Linked DNA regions of Mus musculus: region 2 is linked to region 1. Evidence: chromatin contacts called from public Hi-C data. All regions are on one chromosome and are shown on one strand. The core of a region is the stretch at or near the end of the contact, and the rest is flanking DNA. Distances in the headings are between cores, read along the strand shown. Region 1 overlaps 4930524O08Rik (RIKEN cDNA 4930524O08 gene). Region 2 overlaps Ctsh (cathepsin H).

The links. A called contact is a pair of places that touch in the nucleus more often than the background predicts.
Region 2: a Hi-C map of centroblasts shows a contact between it and region 1, with 2.1 times the contacts expected there. The contact joins two enhancer-like sites. A contact is called at or near these places in 4 of 39 promoter capture datasets (the HPC-7 cell line, cranial neural crest, frontonasal cranial neural crest and 1 more), 30 of 484 Hi-C or Micro-C datasets (B cells, the C10 cell line, CD4 T cells and 20 more), 6 of 115 datasets of contacts at active chromatin or transcription factors (bone marrow-derived macrophages, embryonic stem cells, extraembryonic endoderm stem cells and 2 more) and 3 of 9 other capture datasets (adipose tissue, embryonic stem cells and liver).

What each region holds. Positions count from the first base shown.
Region 1 is chr9:89,845,098-89,847,639 of GRCm38.p6, reverse strand. The region is part of intron 3 of 4930524O08Rik (RIKEN cDNA 4930524O08 gene); the gene reads right to left. Among named protein-coding and RNA genes, the nearest start is that of 4930524O08Rik, 20 kb to the right of the region's middle. Within about 2 kb of position 1,264, at least 4 of the 459 cell types and tissues checked have an H3K27ac peak or open chromatin away from gene starts, as enhancers often do. A contact at or near this core is called in B cells and centroblasts, where this site is marked.
Region 2 is chr9:90,059,410-90,061,951 of GRCm38.p6, reverse strand. Ctsh (cathepsin H) reads right to left here. Exons shown (of 12, transcript NM_007801.3): 2 at 1,442-1,473; 3 at 328-433. Among named protein-coding and RNA genes, the nearest start is that of Ctsh, 6.4 kb to the right of the region's middle. Within about 2 kb of position 1,276, at least 95 of the 459 cell types and tissues checked have an H3K27ac peak or open chromatin away from gene starts, as enhancers often do. A contact at or near this core is called in B cells and centroblasts, where this site is marked.

The DNA.
Region 1 (2,542 bases), core at 15-2,514:
CTATCATTGGAGCTATCTGGTTTACCCAGGGCATGTTTGCTTGGTTAATATGTTTCCTTGTCTTGGCCTAGAGGAGGAGGGAAGGTTTGGGAATCTAGCAGAGATAGTGAAATGAGGAGAATGGAGGGATGTTAAAGACACTGTCTTCTCTCTGATCACCTCCAGGTGCGTTTTCTGGAAGGGGAATGTTTTGAGTAGGGCCAGGAGGCAGAGGAGTCAAGATTATGGAAGATGTGATGTGTCCCCATGTTACTTTTCTATTGCTTATGCCCAAAATACTCAAGAAAATCAACTTAATGGAAGAAAACTTTGAGCTCATGGTCCTATTGCTTCTGGGATTGTGAGAAGACAAAGCTTCATGGGAAAGAACATGTGGTAGAATCAAGTTGTTCACCTGAAGGCAAACAGAAAGCAGAGAGCAAAGAGGAAGTGGCCACAGACAAGATACAGCTCCTGGATTGGCTGGTTTTATGTGCCAATTTAACATGAGCTAGAGCCATCAAAGAGGAAGGAGCCTCAGCTGAGGAAAGACTCCATGAGATATAGCTGAAGATACTTTCTCTGTTAGTGATCAATGGGAGAGGGCCCAGTCCATGGAAGGTAGTACCATTTCTGGGCTGGTCATCCTGGGTTTTGTAAGAAAACAAGGAGAACAAGTCAAGGATAGCAAGCCAATAAGCAACACCTCTTCATGGCTTGTACATCAGCTCCTGCCTCCAGGTTCCTGCCCTGTTTGAGTTCCTGTTCTGATTTCCTTCAATAGTAAATAGCAATATTGAAAAAAGTCAAAGAAGACCCTTTCTCCCCATCTTGCATTTTGGTTAGGGTGTTTCCTCACAGCAATTGAAACCCTAACTAAGGCATGCCTCCGAGGGCTTCATTTCAACCAGGTTTCACCTGCTTCAGTTTACACTGCTACAAGGTAGTTCATCAGATGGTAAGCCCATTGATGAGTATACTAGCCCTCTGGCGAAGTCAGAACCCTCAAGACCCAATCACTTCTCAATTGCCCCACATCTGAACACTGTGCATGAGGACAAGCCTTCAAGATACAAGTCTTTGGGGGGGGGGTTCTAGATCTAAACTATGATAGGTCCTAGGATGCAAGTTGACTCAGGGCCTGATGGGTGGGCAAGAATGGGGATGAAGGAGACTACTGTAAGAACTCAACCATGAAAGAGAAAGTGGCCTGACCCTAGATGGTGACAGTCAGTTGTGAAGGATGGCTAGATAGTTCTCCCCAGGGAGAGGAATGATCAAAGAGGAAGTTTACAAAGGCCATGATTGTGACTGTATTCATAGAGTCTGAAGCTCTGACCTGGCTATCTGTAAGTGACATACCATCACTGCTAGGAAAGGGTAGGTCATGGGTGAAGGACAGGGAGTCACATGGTTTCAGCAGATGGTGGACACAGCTCCCACTCCCATCCTCAGCTTGGTGGTGAACAATAAGGTAAATCACAGATGTGGAGATGAGCTGTCTAAAGTCCCCTGTTTCTCCCAGGAGTGGAGGCTGTGGAAGTTGGTGGATAAGGGTACAGGAAAGTTCTTCCTTGGTCTTGTACCCACCATTGCTTCACTGCACAGTCAGTGGTATTTTGGTACCTTTTGCATTTGTGGCTGCTCTGCTGTTGGAAGAGGGCAGCCTTGGGGCTTTGCATAATACCCAGGGATAGAGGCATCAGCGTGAATCTCAACAGACCCACATCATGGACTCAATTACTGTGACCCACGATTCCTCAAGCCACATGAGACCTTTCTGTGTTTGTTTTCTCTGTTCCCGTACTAACAGTCCTGTTCAGATGCAATCAGAGTCTGGCCTTGATACTGGTGACAGGTGGGCACCTGCAGCTGGAGTCTGTTGCTATAGCAACAAGTAGGGAAAACTGCCCCAGAGCGCTGATTTGTTTAGCCCCCAGGGCCAGTCCACTTTCCCATCATTAGCCACTGTCTGAGAATGTCTGGGTTCTTCCAAAGCAGGAACCTCAAATGGGCAGGAAATCAGAGGTGTTTAGCTGACTATATTGTCTTATTCCTTTCTATGTAATTACTCCCTACCACCAGCAACAACTAGGCAATTTCCTGGCTCCTGGTACATTAGTAACAGTCATCCAAAAGGTGGCCCCACATCTTGTAGCTATTGGAGTAGCTATGGGGAATAAGACCTGCTAGTGTGAGCCAGTTTCTGGGATCTCAAAATTTGTGGAGCTTCTCTGTGTGAACTAAAGGTGGCCATGGGGCGCCTTGCTTTTTTCCAGCTGCTATGATGAGTGTATTCCATACATCAGCAGCTTAAACAACAGCCAGCTGTTTTCTCCGTATTCTGGTGGTTGGAAAGTCCAGTGAAGATGCTGGCCCTTCGGGCTTCTCAGGACTCTCCCAGCTCACAGATAGCTACCTTCTCCTTGCACTCATGTGGTTGCTCCTCTAAATGCTTTTGGGGCAACATCAAGCTGCCTGGCCTTTTCTTTATAGATCTCTACCCACCCTCATCATCTCATCTAATTCTAGTTGTTTCCCACACTACCATATGGCAGGTTAA
Region 2 (2,542 bases), core at 27-2,526, 210 kb before region 1:
TGCGGCAAGGCCTCACATCAACCCAGACAGATCTTGGTTGTGTGTGCTGTACCCTCAGATGAGAGGGGTAGGGCAGGACTTCTCTAGAGTCTTTTGTAAACTTCTCTACTCCCGCAGAAGATTACCAGTACCATCTACATTTATATCCTGTACAGAACCCGGATTCCCCAAAGACATCCCTGATTCTGAGTCTCTGCTCTCTATGCCTGTTAGCCCTGAGCAGGTCCTTTTTACCAGCCTATGCCACTACTCATTTTCTTTCCAGATCTGAGGTGTTCCCACCCCATCTTCTCCCAGAGGCCTGGAGGAATCAGGGCTTCCCAGTACTTTTAAATGTGTGGTTCCTCTGGTTGTGGGCTTGAATCTTCCTCCAGTTGTTGGCAAACATCTGCAGTCTGTGGTTGTACTCCACCGAGCTGTACGTCTTTTGATGCTAAAACAAAACAGGTCCTGAGAATAGGTGAGTGAAACTTACCAGAGGGGGTCTTTTTAGAGACTTCCCCATCCCCCCAGCACTCCTCCAGGGTGTCATGGATGTAGACTGATGTCAAATGTCCCTAGACAAAATGATCACGAACATCTAAGATTCCTATCCTACCTCTACCTCCCAAGTTCTGGGATTACAGGCGTGTGTCACCATGCCTGGATTACATGGCGCTGGAGATCAAAGTGGAGTTCTGCGCAAGCTAGGCAAGCACACTACCTACTAAGCTGAATCACCAGTCCATGGGGATTTTCATTCTGCCACTATCTCAGGACAGATCTACAGTTAGATGAGTCTCTGTTCTTGTTCTCTACTGCCAATATCAGGAAGTTATAAAGGACCTGTGGCTAGAATGAAGCCCACACAACTGTCAGGACATCAGTTAAGAGTTCAGGAGAGCCAGGAAGTGGTGGCTCATGCCTTTAATCCCAGCACTTGGGAGGCCGAGGCAGGCGGATTTCTGAGTTTGAGGCCAGCCTGGTCTACAGAGTGAGTTCCAGGACTGTCAGGGCTACACAGAGAAACCCTGTCTCAGGAAAAAAAAAAAAAAAAGTTCAGGAGATCCCAGTGAGGAGACCTGCCAAGAGTAGGTAGCCCGCAGACACCATGACACATTGCTGAGCCAAGTGTATGGCTGACCCACCATTTTCAAAGCTGTACCTACTGATTTTCCCAATAGATTCTCCAGCCACTGTGCAAAGTGCTCTGAAGACAAGCCACAGTAATGAAGAGAAGGCATGGAAGGCTTCTGCCAGGCTCATTACTGGGCAGCACTATTTGGAAGGTCACTTCACTGTCTCCTTCCTGGAGTTTGGCCAGTATGAATCATGGAAAGACCCGGGATAGACAGAGCAAGGTTGGACAAGTGCTCTTTTGTCTCAAATCTGATTCAGTTCAGTTTGCTAACTGGAAGCTTTGTGACAAGAGAAACTTCAAAAGAAGAAGTTGGTCACTGACCTGTTTCATCCATGACTTAAAGTGAAACTTTTCTGTAAAGAAAAAAAAAGAAAAAGTTATGTTTGCACATGCCTCGTGATCTTGTTGAGGCTACAGCCTAGTAGGGCACTGGAGAGCTAATTTGCATTTTATTAATTTATCATTATTACTACTATTATTATTATTGTGAGACAGAGTCTCACTCGGTAGTCTCGACTGGCCTCAAACTCATAGAGATCTGCCTGCCTTTGCCTCAGAGGGCAGGAATTAAAAGTGTGTGCCACCACACCTAGCTGATTTGCATTCGCAAAAATAGCAAAGTGGAGGTTGGGGTGGGTTATCTAAAGCTTGAGTTCGAAAAGGAACTCAGACTCTTTCTGCTTTATTGCCACAAGAGATTTTGAGAAACTGCTGTTTATAAGTGGTATGTGGGGGAGGTGTGTAACCTTGTGTGCGCATGTGAAGGCCAGAGCTGACTAGATGCCTTCCTCTTTCTCTCTCTACCTTATTTCTTGAGACAGAGTGTCTGGAAGAACCCGGAGCTCAGCTATTTGGCTATACGGGCTGGCTAGAAAGCCCCGGGATCCTTCTGTCTCTTCCCTTCAGCTCTGGGGTTATAGGTGTGTGCCCCACATCTGACTTTTTATGTGGGGCTAGGGATCAGAACTCAGGCCCTCACACTTGGGCCATAAGCACTTTACCCACTGAACACCCCCATCAGTGGTATATGTAAAAGTTTGAAATTATATTGATTGATGTGTGTGTATGTGTGTGTGTGTGTGTGTGTGTGTGTGTGTGTGTGTGTGTGTGTATGTGTGTACGTGTCAGAAGCTAGCTTTTAAGAGTTGGGTCTTTCCTTTCACCAAGTGGATTGTAAGGATCCAACCCAGGTCTCCAAGTTTGGTAGCAAGTGCTTGGAAAAGCAGAGATCAGTCAAGAGAAAGATTTCCAGCTTTCATGAGCTGTGAGCCTTGCTCGGGAGGATTTGTGTTGATGCAGCTTTGTTATTTCCGTTCCTGTAACTAATTCCTTACCCACACTCCAGGAAGTCATCCCAGTACAACTCCCTGGCTCATCAAGTTGGACTTTAGTAGTATTCACTTTGTCCTGTCACTGATTCTC